Regions from separate parts of the Mus musculus genome. Here region 1 is linked to region 2. A link is a contact called in public HiChIP or PLAC-seq data. All regions are on one chromosome and are shown on one strand. The core of a region is the stretch at or near the end of the contact, and the rest is flanking DNA. Distances in the headings are between cores, read along the strand shown. Region 1 has its middle 7.5 kb from the start of Actl9. Region 2 holds the start of Zfp414 (zinc finger protein 414).

Region 1 (4,539 bases), core at 1,307-3,806, 190 kb after region 2:
AAATACTGTGTTACATGGCCAGCAATCTTTTAAAAGTTTTTAGTTTTAAGTGCATGGTTAGAAAATGGTGTCAGACCATCTGACAGTTGTGGGCCACTTGATGTGGATGCTGGGAAAAGTTGTGGATAGCCCTGGGGTTAATTATATTTGATGTTAATTCTGTTCTCCTGTGAGTGGCTCCCAAAAGGAAGTCAGCACTCAGGTGATTTCCTGTAAACCTGCTTTCCACCTTAATTTGTAAAATAGAGGAGAGCTGATGATTAGGCAGATAAAGGGAAAGTGGAGCAGGAGGAGGGAGAGAGAAGAAGGAGAAAATGGAAGAGGGAGAGGATATAGAGGAGGGGAAGAAGAAGAAAAGCAGAGCAGAAGCACATGGCCTGAAGAAACCTCAAGTTCTAAGTGGTTTCATAGATGTGGAAGATGGTAGTGTAGCAGTAGATCTGCCCAATCTATGGAAAATAGCATGTATTCATATTAATTGAGTTGTGTTTTCATCGCTGGGGCATATTTGGGGGGGGGAGAGATTAATTGCAACAGGGAAACACACTCAGGTCCTTTGGAAGAACGAGCAGTCAAGCCCTGAACTATCTCCCCAGAACTCATTTCCCCATTAATTTAGTGTGTGCCTCTGTGTGTTTGTATATATGGGTGCTCATACACACTGCACTGTACCTTTGTAGAGCTTAGAGGGAAACCTAGAGGATACGTTAAGCACTTTCTGTGCTTTCTGTCTGAGAAAAAAAAAATCTCTCATTGACATGGAACTTTGCCATGTAGACCAGGAACTTCCAGGGAGCCATTTGCTTCCACCTTCTATCTTTAAAAAACAAACAAACAAACAAACAAACATTTATTTATTTATTTATTTACATCCGAAATGCTGTCCTCCAGTCCCTCTCTCATTCTCCTCTGAGAGGGTGGGGTCCCCACTGAGTATCATACATCCCTGTCACACCAAATTTCTGTCAGATTAGGCGCATCCTCTCCCACTGAGGCCAAACAAGGAAGCCCTTTTGGAGAGTGGGTAGCACAGTCATCTGCCCTCTGTCCTGATATTGCTGAGATTATGGGGCATGCCATCATATGCAACTTCTTCCTTTTCTTCTTTTCTTCCCTCCCCTCTTTCTTCCCTTCTCTCTCTTCTTTCTTCTTTCCTTTCCCTCCCTCCCTCCCTCCCTCCCTCCCTCCCTCCCTCCCTCCCTCCCTCCCTCTCTTTGTTCTCCTCCCCCCCCCCCCTTTGCTCTGGGAACTAAAGTTTCCTCACATTGTGAGGCAAGTGTTTATTGACTGAGCCATCTCTCCAGTCCCTCCTTCCCCTTTTGGATCTAGGCTGGCCTTAGACTACATAAAAAAGGCTGACTTTGAACTCTGATCTCCTGCCTTCATCTATCCTGAACTATACAATGATACACAGCCTAATTTTTTGTTAGGTCTTCTGCCAGCCCAGATTGAACTAGGGCATACCCTTGTGCTCTCCTTTTAGCCATATTTCCTGTGTTTCAAAACAGGAAAGAAGAAAAAGTGCAAGCGTAGTTGAGTAGAGGGGAATGGGAAGGGCAGCTAAAGAAAGGTTTAGAAAGATGGGCAGAACTTATTTGCATGTTATAAAAAGTCACCAGTAAATTCTGAGCAGTGGACAGTATGTTCTGATTTATGATTTCTAAGACCTGTGTAATGATCCCCCCTGGAGAGAGATCAGGGTCCTAAGAGCTGGGAAGGTATCTCAGTGGGTAAGAGTGTTTACTATGTAAATATGACAGACTGCATTTGGATCCCCAGACTCATGTAAAAGCTGTGCATGACTGTGAATGCCTGTAACCCCAGCACTGAGAGATAGGAAATGGGCTTATCTTGGAAACTCACTGGTTATCCAGACTAGCAGAAATGTCCAACTTGAGATTCAACAAGACCACACTTTAAGAGAAGAGGGCAGAGAAGTAGAAGTACAGCAGGATATCCAATGCTATCCTTTGGCCTCTGCACACAAGTTTATAAGTGTACTCCCTCTGCAATTCATACATCACACACAGACACACACAGACACACACACAGACACACAGACATACACAGACAGATAGACACACAAACACCCACACACAGACACACACACAGACACACACACACACAGACACACAGACACACACACACACCCACACAGACACACACACAGACACACACACACATGCACACACACACACTTGAAGGTTCCTGTAGGACAAAGGACTGGGCTGGGATCAGAAGGCTCGAGAGAGGGAATGGATTCTGGTGTCTTCAGAACAAAAGGACTTGGACTTCTGTGAAAGGGACAGATGCCAGCAACTGCGAGTTGGAGAAACCTGGTCTAAAAGTGATAGACTGTCTCGGGCACAAGGACTTGGGAGGCAGAGAGACCCCCATGCCTTCTTGACTTTATTTTTCCTAGATCACTGTGTGTGATCAATGTATATTTGTGAATGACTTTAGCCAGAACTGAGGGATCTGGGCTCTCTGGGTTTGAGATCACATGGGCTTTAGGGTGTGTGTGGGCAGATGTTATCGTCTGGCGCTGGGTGGAGCCTAATGATTCATTCGACGGGGTGAGAGTTCTAATAATATCCAGGTAGTGATCTCATCTCTGGGAGTATGCAAATGGGAATGCTCTGGGCCTGGAGTGGTTGTAGATGGACTAATCCATGGAATTGTAAAGTCAGTTTAGTTTAAACAGTCTAGTGTCCTAGTAGGCTGGGGGAAGGTGGGTTTTCTGAACATTACACACTTCTAGTGGCATTTGAGACAGTCTATTTTTTTTCATTGATAATTTCAGACACATATGTGTTCTGAATAAATTTACCCTACTTCTTCCCCTCCCATTCTTCCTATACCCCCTCCATGTTTCCCTCCCAACTTCAGTGCTGTTTTTCATTGTCTTCCTCTGTGTCCTACCTCACCCCGCCCCCAAACCCAACCTCTGCCTCCCTCTTTCTCTCCCTCGGCTCTCTCCCCCTTTTATAAGTGAAATTTCCTCTCTTCTCAACTTCCACCCGCTTCTCATTTGGAGGAGTTTCCTCCTGATGCCTCTACCCTTGCCTTTGAACCTGTTGTTTTAAAGCCCCCTTTGGGGGGTCCAACACCACCTTCGCAGGGATCACCTAAGAGCATTAGAAAACACAGATATTTATATCACAATTCATAACAATAGCAAAATTGAAGTTATGAAGTAGCAATGAAAATAATTTTATGGTTGGAATGGGATCACCACAACTTGAGGAATGCAGGGTTGTAGCATTAGAGTCAAAGCTATCATGGTCTCTTAAACTTGAAGGTGCTGCCCCCTGGTGGGAAGAACTAAAAGTGTCTGCTTTCACCTTGGTAACCTGGCAGATTGGCAGATTTAGGGTAGGCCTCAACCCCTAGGCTAGAATGTATAATTAGCCTGTTAGTCTTGCCATTCCCCCACCCCACCCCTCTCCCTGACCCCCTCCTCCCTCCTCTCTTTTTCTTCTTAAAATGAATTTTGCTTTCATTAAAAACCTAGCATACATGTTTTATCTTACTATATTTTATTTCCTTATGTTTTGTTGTTACCTCTGAAAAGCCCGTTCCTTCCTAATGGAAGACAGAAAGGGAGTGGATCCGAATGGGAGGGGAAGTGGGGGAGGAACTGTGAGTAGAGGGAGGAGCAACTGTAATTAGGATATATTATATGAGAAAAAAATCTATTTTTTAATAAAAGGAAGGGAAAGAAAAATTAGCATACAAAGTAACAGATTTTCTTAGGGCATTTTATACTCAGTTTTGGTTGATTCCCTACTTCTCTCCCTCCCTTCCTTCCTGTTTGTAGTCTTTTATTCCGCCATAAAAATAAAATTGTGAGCTTTGTAGGAAAATGGGTAGAACTGGAAGATATACTAAGTGAAGTAATCCAGCAAACTTCTGGGCCAAATTACAGTGCTTCACAAAGAAGCACATTCATACTCTGGGAAAGTCACCATGTTAGAGTGATAACGGGAGAACGAGAGGACAGAAAAGGTGTGTGTGGTGTGTGTGCAGGTGTGTGATTGTGTCTGATGTGTGAGAGCATGTAAGTGTGTCTGATGTGTGTGGTATGCGTGAATGTGAAGTTTTATTGTGTCTTTGTATGTACTGTGTTGTATCTGATGTATGTAGGATGTGTGTGTGTGTGTGTGGTGACATGTCTGTCTGTCTATGATCTATGTTAGGTAGAGAATGGCGTAGAAAATACAGTGAGAAAACTTTAAAAAGGAACCTTTTATGGACTTTCTCATTTTGGAATTTTTAGTCTTACTGATCTTTTGCTTATATTTTTATTAGATATTTTCATTTACATTTCAAGTGCTATCCCCAAAGCACCCTAAACCCTTCCTCCACCCTGCTCCCCAACCCACCCACTCCTGCTCCTGGCCCTCGCATTCCCCTGTACTGGGGCATATGATCTTTGCTACAATGGAGTACTACTCAGCAATTAAAAACAATGAATTCCTGAAATTCTTAGGCAAATGGATGCATCTGGAGGATATCATCTTGAGTGAAGTAACCTAA
Region 2 (5,117 bases), core at 857-3,356:
TCTATACAAACATGCAGATGCTTGAAGAGTGAACGGTGAGTGCGGAAGCGCAGGAGGCAATTCTCACACCTGGGGGCAGGCACAGTACTGGACTATATCCTGGGCAACAGGAAGGGCCTATCCACTGCTTCCCAGGGACCAAGATGTAGGAAGGGTATCTATATCAGAATCTCTGTAGTACTGCACACAAAGTAAAGGAGCTTGGCCTACAGGCCCTCCTTTACTGTAGTCTTAATTCTTCTGGACCTTTCCAGCTCAGAATCTCAAGTTTGGTTTTACTTAAGTGCCAGTTTTCCACATAAGACATGAGGTAGAACTGGACGGAACCACGGCATGTATACCCTGCACCTCCAAACTGAGCCCGTAGCCAGAATGACTTAATTCCCATCTGTTTTCCATGCATGGTTGGAGCTGGTTTCCCAGGCCACACTCATACTTCAACCCACCCTTCCTCCACACACACTAAGAAGCACTAAAGATCTGGGAATTGAAAGAGGGGGATGGTCAGGCTCTCACTTGAAGTAGCGGTTGGGCTTGTAATGCAGCTTGCCGTGGGCTACCAGCTCCTGCATGCTGGGGAAACTCTCAGTGCAGCTCAGCGCGGAGCATCGGAAGAGTTTGCCTGGTAGGGATAAAGTGCAGATGTGGAGTGGGGTGGTTAAGACTAACTCTGGGGGGGGGGGCTCTGCCTATCTGCTTCACTATCAGCAACCCTCATCTTACCTTCCAGTGACTGTGTGGGTGGGCAGTGGGTACGGAGATGCTGTGCTAGATCACGAACACTGGGGAAACTGAGGCAGCAGCCGGGGCTAGAGCAGGGTATTTGTTTCCCTGCAGGAACGAATGGGTGTCATTACTCTCTTCCTTACTGACCTACCCAAAAGCCTTGATTACTCCCCACCCAGCCACTGTCAGAATAAACTGCCCGGAAGGGCTGGATTGGTTTAGTTCATCTCTGGAGCCACACCTGACATATTGACAAGGTGCTCAGTAAATGGTGAAGACCACCCCCCACCCCACCCCCCCACCCCCGCAATGGGATAAAAGGTGATTCCTTGTCTTGCACCATCTCAGCCCTATCAAAGGCATGTGACTCCCCAGAAAGGTCCACAGATAACCTGGCGGTGGACGGCGTCTGGGCAACCGAAGGTCCTCATTGGTCCCCACGCCTGTGTTGGTTGAGCCAGTCTGGCAACTGTCTGAGGCTGGATAGGCAACTTGCTGCAGAGGTCCTCCATGGTCCCACACTGGTGGCATGGCTGTTGGGTTAGGGCTGGGCTCCTCCACGGAGGAAAAAGTGGCTGGAGCTGCCCCATCTGGAGATGCCACCTCCTTGTCTGGCTCACCGGAGCTGGATTCTACAGTGGTCAGCGTGTCCGAGCTGGGCCTGGATGGTTCCTCCTGGTGCAAGAAGTGGCTAAAATCAGGCTGGGATCCCTAGGTCAGACAGATGCCCTTCTACTACAAAGGTCCACAAGACAGACTCCTTCAACACTCACCAGATATTACCCAGTCATTCCACTTTCTGAGTCACCAGCAAGATACGGGAGATAAGGGCAGACCGAGCTACTGTCTCCTAATTCCAATTGCAGGAGTTATCAGGGATTATGCATAAAAAAGCAGCATTAACATCCCTTCCTCAATTTTGGCAGGAGAGGCACTAGGGGCGGAGGTGTGGCCTAGAGGAGCAACTAGGAAATGCTGGAGGGCCTACAGTGGATCGTGTGATGATGGGGAATACTGGCTAAGCTAGAGCTGAGCAGATAGACGCTCTGAGCCAATACGTGTTAAATTTAGGGACTGAACTCTAGGAGAGTGGGTGTGGCCCGGCCTTCAGGGCTGGACGAAAGCTAAGTGACAGTCAGAGGCGGGCGGGGACCCGGATGTGGGGGCGGGGTCAGCTGGAGGGGGGCGCGCGGCAGGACCGTTCCCTGTCAGTCCCGCTGCTCTTCCGCGTCCGCGTGCGGGGTGCTGCGCTCACCATCCTCTACTCAGTTACACCTCTGGTTCCCGTGCCTTCGGAGGCTCTGGCTCCAGCAGGGGCGTCTTCCTCGGCGACACGGTCTCTCGCTCACATCGGCGCCATTTTCCCGCTTCTCAGATCTCGCGAGACATGGGGTGTGGCCTAATTCTGGGCGCTTCTCTAGAAGGAGGGGCCTGAGACTACACTGCAGCTCTTATACAGAAACAGAGAAGGTCTGCTTTTGATTGGTCTTAAATTTCAGAGAAAACTGACAAAAGCTCTTCCCCTCCCCACTTTTATAGCCCAGGTTGGCCTTACACAGAAGTTGACCTTGAACTTAGATGCCAATACACCAGGTTTTAGGTGGTACTGAGTATCAAACCCAGAGTTTTCATATATGCTAGGCAAACTCTCTACAAAGCAAGCCACATCCTTAGCTCTGTACACATACACGTACAAATGAATATGTATATGCACAGATGTGAGCAGGTAAGAGCGGAGGTCCAAGGTAGACATTGTCTTCCTTCATTGCTCTCCACTTCATTCACTGAGGCAACATCTCTCACTGAAGTTGGAGCTCACCAGTTCCCACCTAGCTAGCTAACTTACTTGTCAGAAGATTCCTGTGTCCACCTCCAAAGGGCCCTGATTACAGGAAGCTGCTATGCCTCACAGGGAGGGCTAGAGATCCAAACTCTTTCTCATTTACATGATTGTGGGTTTGAACCCTGGTCCCTTGTGTCTGCACAGACCCATCTTCCTAGCAAGCACCATAAAATTTTCAGCACATCCAGTGTGCAGCAAGTACGAATCTGTTGTAATAGCCCAATGTGAGAAACACTCTAACTAATGGATCTTCAGGAACAAGCAAATTCCACAGGTCGAGAGGTGTGAAAATGAATCCCAAGTGCACTACTACTGAGAGGTCGCCTGCCCACCCTACTTTCCTTAAGTGCATCCTATGTGCCAGGAACTTAGTACTGCTCTTGGGAGTCTCTAGTCAACCAAGAAAATGGAGAGACAATAAATCAACAACAGCAGAAAAATGATCTTGGATCTATCCTAGGAGATAAGAAAACAAACAAAACTGATGTGAAATGAGGAGTCAGGGAAGCCTGTCTAAGGGGGTGACTTGAGCTGTGCCTTGATGCCTACAGAAGCAGAGCACTACAGCAAGCTGGCGCAGATGTCCTGAGCTGGCAAAGAGCAAGCTCCCCTTTCGTAAGCAAGGGCGAGACCTCTGCACTATTGAAACAGAATAAAGATGTTGGTATGGAGGTCAGAAAGAGAACTTGGGTGAGTCCTGTAGGGCTTCCTTTCTTCCTTCCTTTCTTTCTTTCTTTCTTTCTTTCTTTCTTTCTTTCTTTCTTTCTTTCTTTTGTTTTGTTTTTTCGAGACAGGGTTTCTCTGTGTAGCCCTGGCTGGAACTCACTCTGTAGATCAGGCTGGCCTCGAACTCAGAAATCTGCCTGCCTCTGCCTCCCGAGTGCTGGGATTAAAGGCGTGCGCCACCACGCCTGGCTCCTGTAGGACTTTCAAGAGGTGGAAGAGAGAGAAACCATGGTTTCTGAAGTAGTCATTGATGAATGTTTGTTTTTCCATTTTTGTGTATGTGGTTGCATGTATATATGCACACATGTTTGTGGGGTATTTGTTTGCAGGTGCATACTCACATTTGTGGGTACATGTTCACTTTGTGGCTTGTGCATATGGAGGCTGGTGGTTGCAGTGGGGAATAATCCTCCAGGCCTCTTCCTCCTTATTCGATGAGACAGGACCTCAAAATCAAACTCAGAGCTCAACAATATGACTATTCTTGCTCTGGGGATGCACGGTCTCTACTGTCTGAGGCTGAAGCTGCAGGTGGGCCATAGTGCCCACCTGGCATTTACCTGGTATCTGGGGATATGAACTTAGGTCGTCATATTTCTATGGTAGGATCAGTTGTATGACAAGACTTTTTCCAGGGAAACACAAACACTTCTACTCACCTTAGATAAATAACCCATGACAGAGCAAAGTATGAATAACACCAAAGCCACTATAGTGGATCAAGGGTTTTCTTAAGTTACTACAGGGATATAGGCAAGGGGTTACTTACTGAGGGAGAAATGACTCAAAGACATTTGAATCTGCCTTACCAAATTCCACCCCTTAATGGGTGTATTAGTTAGGATTTTACTGTTGTGAACTGACACCATGACCAAGGCAACTCTTTTTTTTTTTTTTTGAAAAAATTTTTATTAGGTATTTATTTCATTTACATTTCGAATGCTATCCCAAAAGTCCCCTCCACACTCCCCCACCAACTCCCCCACCCACCCACTCCCACTTCTTGGCCCTGGCCTTCCCCATATAAAGTTTGCACTACCAATGGGCCTCTCTTTCCACTGATGGCCGACTAGGACATCTTCTGATACATATGCAGCTAGAGACATGAGCTCCGGGGGTACTGGTTAGTTCATATTGTTGTTCCACCTATAGGGTTGCAGATCCCTTTAGCTCTTTGGTTACTTTCTCTAGCTCCTCCATTGTGGGCCCTGTGATCCATCCAATAAATGATTGTGAGCATCCACTTCTGTGTTTGCTAGGCCCCGGCATAGCCTCACAAGAGACTGCTATATCTGGGTCCTTTCAGCAAAATCTTGCTAGTGTATGCAATGGTGTCAGCATTTGAAAGCTGATTATGGGATGGATCCCCGGATATGGCAGCTCTAGATGGTCCATCCTTTCATCTCAGCTCCAAACTTTGTCTCTGTAACTCCTTCCATGGGTGTTTTGTTCCCAATTCTAAGAAGGGGCAAAGAGTCTGCACTTTGATTTTCATTCTTCTTGAGTTTCATGTGTTTAGCAAATTGTATCTTATATCTTGGGTATTCTAAGTTTCTGGGCTAACATCCACTTATCAGTGAGTACATATTGTGTGAGTTCTTTTGTGATTGGGTTACCTCACTCAGGATGATGCCCTCTAGGTCCATCCATTTGCCTAGGAATTTCATAAATTCATTCTTTTTAATAGCTGAGTAGTACTCCATTGTGTAAATGTACCACATTTTCTGTATCCATTCCTCTGTTGAGGGGCATCTGGGTTCTTTCCAGCTTCTGGCTATTATAAATAAGGCTGCTATGAACATAGTGGAGCATGTGTCCTTCT

What was found. HiChIP or PLAC-seq counts read pairs in DNA pulled down with a chosen protein or histone mark.
Region 1: a contact with region 2 is called in an H3K4me3 HiChIP or PLAC-seq map of bone marrow-derived macrophages, with 2.8 times the contacts expected there. The contact joins the enhancer-like site here to the promoter of Zfp414 in region 2. A contact is called at or near these places in 5 of 39 promoter capture datasets (the 3T3-L1 cell line, 3T3-L1-derived adipocytes, cranial neural crest and 2 more), 6 of 115 datasets of contacts at active chromatin or transcription factors (CD8 T cells, the NIH/3T3 cell line, T-cell acute lymphoblastic leukemia and 2 more) and 3 of 9 other capture datasets (adipose tissue, embryonic stem cells and pancreatic islet).

Annotation. Positions count from the first base shown.
Region 1 is chr17:33,438,123-33,442,661 of GRCm38.p6, reverse strand. No RefSeq gene overlaps it. Among named protein-coding and RNA genes, the nearest start is that of Actl9, 7.5 kb to the right of the region's middle. Within about 2 kb of position 2,556, at least 45 of the 459 cell types and tissues checked have an H3K27ac peak or open chromatin away from gene starts, as enhancers often do. A contact at or near this core is called in adipose tissue and bone marrow-derived macrophages, where this site is marked.
Region 2 is chr17:33,626,081-33,631,197 of GRCm38.p6, reverse strand. Zfp414 (zinc finger protein 414) reads right to left here and starts at 2,106. Exons shown (of 6, transcript NM_026712.3): 1 at 1,982-2,106; 2 at 1,119-1,401; 3 at 724-831; 4 at 517-622; 5 at 1-69. The coding sequence starts at 1,984.